Linked DNA regions of Mus musculus: region 1 is linked to region 2. A link is a contact called in public Hi-C data. All regions are on one chromosome and are shown on one strand. The core of a region is the stretch at or near the end of the contact, and the rest is flanking DNA. Distances in the headings are between cores, read along the strand shown. Region 1 holds the start of Hpcal1 (hippocalcin-like 1). Region 2 has its middle 19 kb from the start of Gm36862.

What was found. A called contact is a pair of places that touch in the nucleus more often than the background predicts.
Region 1: a contact with region 2 is called in a Hi-C map of uterus, with 1.7 times the contacts expected there. The contact joins the promoter of Hpcal1 here to the enhancer-like site in region 2. A contact is called at or near these places in 17 of 39 promoter capture datasets (the 3T3-L1 cell line, the C10 cell line, the HPC-7 cell line and 12 more), 18 of 484 Hi-C or Micro-C datasets (B cells, the N1E-115 cell line, Th1 cells and 14 more), 9 of 115 datasets of contacts at active chromatin or transcription factors (the SCID.adh cell line, embryonic stem cells, forebrain and 4 more) and 3 of 9 other capture datasets (adipose tissue, liver and pancreatic islet).

Annotation. Positions count from the first base shown.
Region 1 is chr12:17,689,546-17,692,606 of GRCm38.p6, forward strand. Hpcal1 (hippocalcin-like 1) reads left to right here and starts at 1,264. Exons shown (of 5, transcript NM_001361645.1): 1 at 1,264-1,501.
Region 2 is chr12:17,574,890-17,577,908 of GRCm38.p6, forward strand. No RefSeq gene overlaps it. Among named protein-coding and RNA genes, the nearest start is that of Gm36862, 19 kb to the left of the region's middle. Within about 2 kb of position 1,317, at least 43 of the 459 cell types and tissues checked have an H3K27ac peak or open chromatin away from gene starts, as enhancers often do. A contact at or near this core is called in liver, muscle stem cells, nephron progenitors and 5 more, where this site is marked.

The sequences.
Region 1 (3,061 bases), core at 14-2,513, 110 kb after region 2:
TAGCCCTCGAAATCAGTCAGGTGGTGCGCTGTTAACTCTCACAGCTGTCATTCCCTTGAGCCCTCTGGGTTTAGTTTTGCCTTTCTGCACCAGAGGCAGGGAGGAGTGGAGAAGGCCCCAGAGCTCCACCTCCGAGCTGCTCTACTACAGGTACCCCTGGCAGCCTCCTGAATAGTAGGAGTTCACTCACATGTTTTTGTGGAGGAGGATTTGAAGGAGGGATTTGAGTTTTTCCCTAGAGACGCCAGAGAGACAGTTTCATCTCTGCACAACAGGCTCGCCCAGCTCCTCATATAAGCTGTTTCTGTGGTTACCTGTCTTCTGGGATATTTGCAGTGGGTGGGCATGGCAGGTGCGATCTGCCAGAGTATGCTGGGAGTCTGAAGGAAGCACCACTGGGACCCACAAGGCCAGATGTCCCTATTATGGGAGATGTCAACCAAGCCCCCGCCTCCTCACCAGGAAACTGAAACCACACTGAATGTCAGGGAGGCAAAGACCCCAAGAAGGATTCTGGATCTCCTCGTTGTCCAGTTTATTGGTGAGGAAACCGAGGCTGAGGGAATCCAAGGGTTTTCTTGGCAAGATGGCTGGATGAGTTAGCAGAAGTAATTACAGCTGGAACGTAGGTCTTCCACCTCCAGGCCAAGCTCTTCTCTTAAACCACGCGCAGGAAAGTGGGTGACAGATGCACACGGGACTGATGTGGAGAGGGAGGAGATCCTTGCAGGCATCCCAGATGGTCCTGGGGAGCCTAGGGCAACTCAAGCCTCTTTTCCACTTCCCTGGCCATTGGGACTGTACTTCCTTCCAAGTACGGCGGGGGCGGGGGCGGGGGCGGGGTGGGTGGGTGCTGGCGTAAGGCCGGCCCTTTTGGGCACCGCCTCTCGGCCTCTCCCCACCCGCAGGCCAGAGGCCAAGGGTTAGGGAGGTGGGGCCAGTGCTCGGCCCCTCCCCTGCTCTCCTTCCCCTTCCACCCCCCCAGAGTCTCCCCGTCCCGAGTCCCAGTGGCCTTAACACCCATCGTATCCTCTGCTGCGCTGAGAATCTGCGAGTGATCAGGGAGCTATATGGACCAGAGTGGGCGCACCGAGGGTCCAGCAGCGGGTGTGGCAAAGGGCGGGGGCGTGACCAGGCTGCGGCTGAGGCGGGGCTAAGACTGGGGGCGTGGTCGAAGCAGGAGGCGGGTCCGTTGGAAACTTGAGTGCCCGCCCTTGCGATGCGCCCCGCCCCGGCCTCCGCCTCCGGGTCCCGCCTTCTCTTCCCTTCCTTCCCGGGCTGGCGGCGGCTGCGGGTGGTGGACCTGCAGAGCGGCCGTCGCCCACACCTCGCTCTCTCCTGGGCCGGCGGATCCTTTTGTCTCTCCGAGCGGCGAAGGTCGCAGAGCAGGCGCGGCGGCTGCGGGAGCGCAAACGCCCGCTCTCTCGGTCACCTCCCCAGCCTCGGCCACCGCAGAACTTGGGCTCGAGAAGCCAGCGGACCGCGTCCAGCTCCAGAGCCGGTAGGAAAGGGGAAACTGCGGGACTGCGGGGTTGCATGGAGGGAGCGTGTGTGACCCGCTCGCTGCGACCCGGCTGTGAGTGAACGGGTGTGTGTGCGCCGGTACTGATGGTGCCTGTTTCTCTGCGTAGTGGGCTTGCAGCTGACCGCGGACGGTGGCGTGGCTCTAGAATGGCGTGTCCTCGTGGGGATCGTTGCGCTCGATGGGATGTGCACTTTTCAGACTACGTTTGTGGAATTGTGTGTCAGGGCACAGTTGCCGGTGGGGATGGGGACTAGTGCTGGCGGGGTCGAGGGGGGAGCCGCTGTGCGCAGAGTGGGGGTGGCGGGGTGGGCGTGGGCGGTCTGCCCGGGCAAGCTGAGCCCCCGGTTGGTGTCGCTCCGCGCAGTGCGTAGCTCAGGAACCTGAGGGTACGACTAGAATCCGATGGGCAAAGTGCCTGCCTGGTGGCAGCGGGCGTTGACACCCCTCACGGGGTGGGGTGGGGGCGGCAGGTCCACAAGGTTCACTTGGATAATTGTGAGCTTTGATGAGGGATGGGGACCCGCTTGGCTGTGTTCAGCTCTGGGACAGTGGGAAAGACCAACCCAGCCCTGGCCTCGCCGTGACCCGCCCTGAGACCTGAGCCTGACTGAGATGGGCCACCTTTTTGAGTCGCAGTTGGCGTCTGTATCAAGTGAGGGCGGCCCCTCAGGGGCTATCTTGACAGTGTGAGAACGTACTACACGTAGTTCTTGACCCAGAGTCTTGCGCACAGTAGGTGCTCTTCATTGGATTCTCATCTCTTTAAATCTTTTTCTGCCTTTATTGAGGATGACGCTCTCATTTCCTCCTATACGGTGGTTTGTGCCTCCTTCCTTGATCTAACTTCACAGCGAAAGCTTGGAGAGATTGAGAAAGTTTAGGCGGCTGGGTGCGTTGCCTTCTCTCCGCACCTTACTGGCTGCTTGACACGGCCTTCGGGTGTGCGGGGAGCTCGCAGCGTAGGGCGCTAGCCCGGAAGGCTCCTGCGCCCCGGCAGCGTTCCGGAAGGCTGCGACTACAGACTCGCGAGCCCTTTTGTTCAACAAGTGCTTGGAGGATGTCGATCTGGAATTAGAGTTGCGTTGAGAAAGTGGCCGGCTCTGTAGACTGGCAGTCTGGGGTTTCAGGAACCTTTCTTCCCGGCCTGGTCATTCAGGAAGCCACCCTCTATTCTAACCACTAACAAGTCCACCCAGAAGAGGGTGTTCGCCAGGACTCCAAATCCTGTTAGACACCCTCCACCCCCACCCCCAAGCCCCGCCTGCCTTGACTCCCATGCAGTCAGCCTGATACAGGAGGATGAGGTCCGGGTGGCACCCTCCTTCCAATTCCACCCCTTCATTTAAGAAAACAAATGTATTTAGTATTGAAACCTGGTAAAACTGCACTATCCTGAATATGCATACTGATCTTGGCAGTTCAGCCTACCCCATTTCAGTATTTGCACTGCGCCAGGCAGAGGGGCGGGCATGGGGCTGCGTCAGGGACCTGCCAGATCCCTTGATTATTTCCCCTCCCTACCTTGTTGTTCTCAGG
Region 2 (3,019 bases), core at 67-2,566:
GGAGTAGCAGAGAAAGCCCCTACCCCAGTGACTGGCCGAGCCAACAGTGAGCATTCCAAGTCCAGCTGCAGGACTGGTCATTGGTTTTGTTTGGGGGGACTAGAACTTGGGATTATAGGAATCAGATGGGGCTCTTACTCTGTAAATCTGGGTTCTAGACCCACAAGAGCTAGGAGACACCGACTCATCTCTCCTGTCTAAGTTCTAGTGTGGACTGACGTTCAAATGTAGTTGTTTCTAGGGTTCCTTCAGGTCCCAAGGGACTTCTACCCTCCAGACAGCTCCAACCTTCCCATCCTGCTTCTAGCTAACAGAATCCAGTGTGGGACTCAGGGTTTCTCCAAGTTTGGCAACGAACAACCATAAGGACACTTAGGATTGCAGGGACCTGGAGGGGACCCAAGGACGAGAGTTACCACACCAGCAAGTTTCAGAGGAGCACCAGGCCCCACCAGCCTTCCAGTGTCTTCTGCTGGTGCAGTGGCATGAGGCCAGGGGTGCCTGTGTCACTGCTGGTCCTTAGCCTCTTCTGTTTTATTGGACTTCCCATTGCTGCCCCTGCAGTAAGCATCAGAACTGGCCTCATGGACCCACTACTGACTCTTCCTTAGTCTCCTGAGTTGAGGGCTCAGAGCCCAGCATTACAGACTGATCCCTGTCCCAAGTGACAGACATACTGCAGGCCTGCCCAGCCTTGCACCTGGGACTGGAACTCTGTCCTCTGGTTATGCCAGTCACTGCAAACAGCTTGCTTGGGGAGGAGGGACTACTCTCTGCCATTCCCTGGTGTTAAGGGGCACCTGGAACACCTCAAGTCCCCTAGCAGGGGACGCTTGCATCCTTTAGGACCTCCCTGTGACACTTGCTACCTTCCAGAATGGCCCATCTGCTGTTTTCTCAATTAGAGTGTTCATTTCCTCCTTGCCTGGAACCTGGAGTTTGTTTCCGAGGCTGAGCAGGTGGCTGGAGACCTGAACGTAAACAGATCATGATTTGGGAATTGACTTGCTTATCATGGAAATAAATATTCCTCCTCCTGAGGAGGAGTTGCTTGGCCAGGTTTCTGAGTAATCCTTATATTAGCTTCAATCTTGCCAGATGAAAACCTGCAGCCCTTAGCTCCCTCTGGGAAATGAGACCCTCAGGGGGCCGGGAGCAGGGGGGGGGGGGAGGATTGTGAGTCACTGATTCTTTGGGAAAGGGTGAGGGAGTGAATCCGTGTTGTCAGCCATGCTTGCCCGTGGGAGGGGAGGGCAGGAGGGAGAGAGGCAAAGAACTTGAGTAAACAGAGAACAGTGCCAAGGAGACATCTGGGCAGCTGATCAGCTCAGCTGCCCTCAGTTCCTGCAGTCTTCCGGGTCTGTGACAGGTCAGACAGACCCTGCTGGGAGGCGGCTGCTTCACGATCTGCCCTGCCTCTCACTTGTCCAGGGAACAGTAGGGAGGCTCCATGGGGACAAATCTCTTTGAAAGACCCACAGGACCGATGCCTGGTTAGGAACCAGATGCAGAAAGGAGCCATATTTGTCTCTAAACCAGGAGCAGGCAAAGAGGTGCCCTTCACAAATAGAGCCTGAGGGAGGCTGGGGTTTGTACTGGACGGCAGGGCCCTCAGGACCGTAGCTCCTCGGAGCCGGAGGGCCCAGCCTTTTGGAGGGAAAACGCCATGCATGCAGAGCCTCGTTACAGTGACACAGATCCTAAATGTAGCATGGGTGCTTGAAGACAGAACCCGGAGAGGATCATGGGGCAGGAAGTAGAGCTCCCTTTCTGGTTTGCAGCCTCCTCACTGGTGAGAAGTTGTATCTGTCCCAGAACTATAGAAAGGATGATGTGAGAATTACAAACAACCACCCCATGCTAACAGTCATGTGGCCTCCAGGAAGATGGTGGGGAGTGGAGAGCAGAGCATGGCAGCCATCCAGACTGTGGAGCCATGGCTCTATGGGCACTGACGGCTGGCCCTACCTAGTTCTTCTCACAGGACTGCCTTGCTTCTGCTCCTGCTCATAAGGAGGGGTATGTCAAGTATGAGAAGCAGAGGCAGGGCAAGCACTGTATGTCTCTCTCTCCCACCCTCCCTTCTGCCCTTCCTTCCTTCCTTTCTTTCTTCCTTCCTTCCTTCCTCCCTCCCTCCCTCCCTCCCTCCCTCCCTCCCTCCCTCCCTCCCTCCCTGTCTCTTCTCCTTTTCTGTCTCCCTTCCTCCCTTTTACAATGACAGGCCTGGAACCCAGAGCCTCTTATGCTAAGCAAGCTCTGAGCTCTATCCCAGCACAGCCAGTCTTTCTCAGTGTTACCACTAAGATGGAGGACATATTGAATGAAGCAAAGAAGAGACCAGCTGAATGCTGGGTTAAGATAGTCCACGTGTCTGAGATGCACCAGGGCCAGTCAAAGGACTCCAAGCCTCCATCACTGTCTCTGGAGTAGCTTATCTCAAACAACACTCAGCATTGGAGCCGGGTGCTGTTCTAGAAAGAAGGTCTAGGAGTAAAGAAACAAATCCCAACCCCTTGCAGAGCTTAAGGATGGGAAAGGAGGAACAGGGTGCCCTGAGGGTGTCCTCACCCCATCAGGGTCTGGAAGATTGCTGTCCAGAGAAGGGTGCTGTTTTGGTGGATGCTAAGGGTTTGGTGGGGGAAGCCTGTAGACAGACCCAGAGGCAGGCTGTTCCAGGGCATGCCACTCTGTCTGTCAGAGCCCAAGGATGAGAGGAAGTGTGGTTTCTCTGAGGTTCATACAATCAACGTGAATGTGCTGAGGGGGATGTGTGTAACAGGACCTGGAAATAGGGGCTAGACAAGCCTGGGGTGGATACCATCCCTCCCTGCCTCCCCATACTGTGAGGGCATAGATGAGCGCATTAAGTTTCTAGGTTCTGAGTCAGAGGAGCCTGGGGTGGGTCTTGGAGAAAGTGGTTGGGAGGGGAAGGCACTGGGTGGTCATTGGTTCATGGTCATCTTATTCCCATTGGGGGCCCTGGTGGCCCCTCCACCATACATGGTTCTGGGAAGCCGGG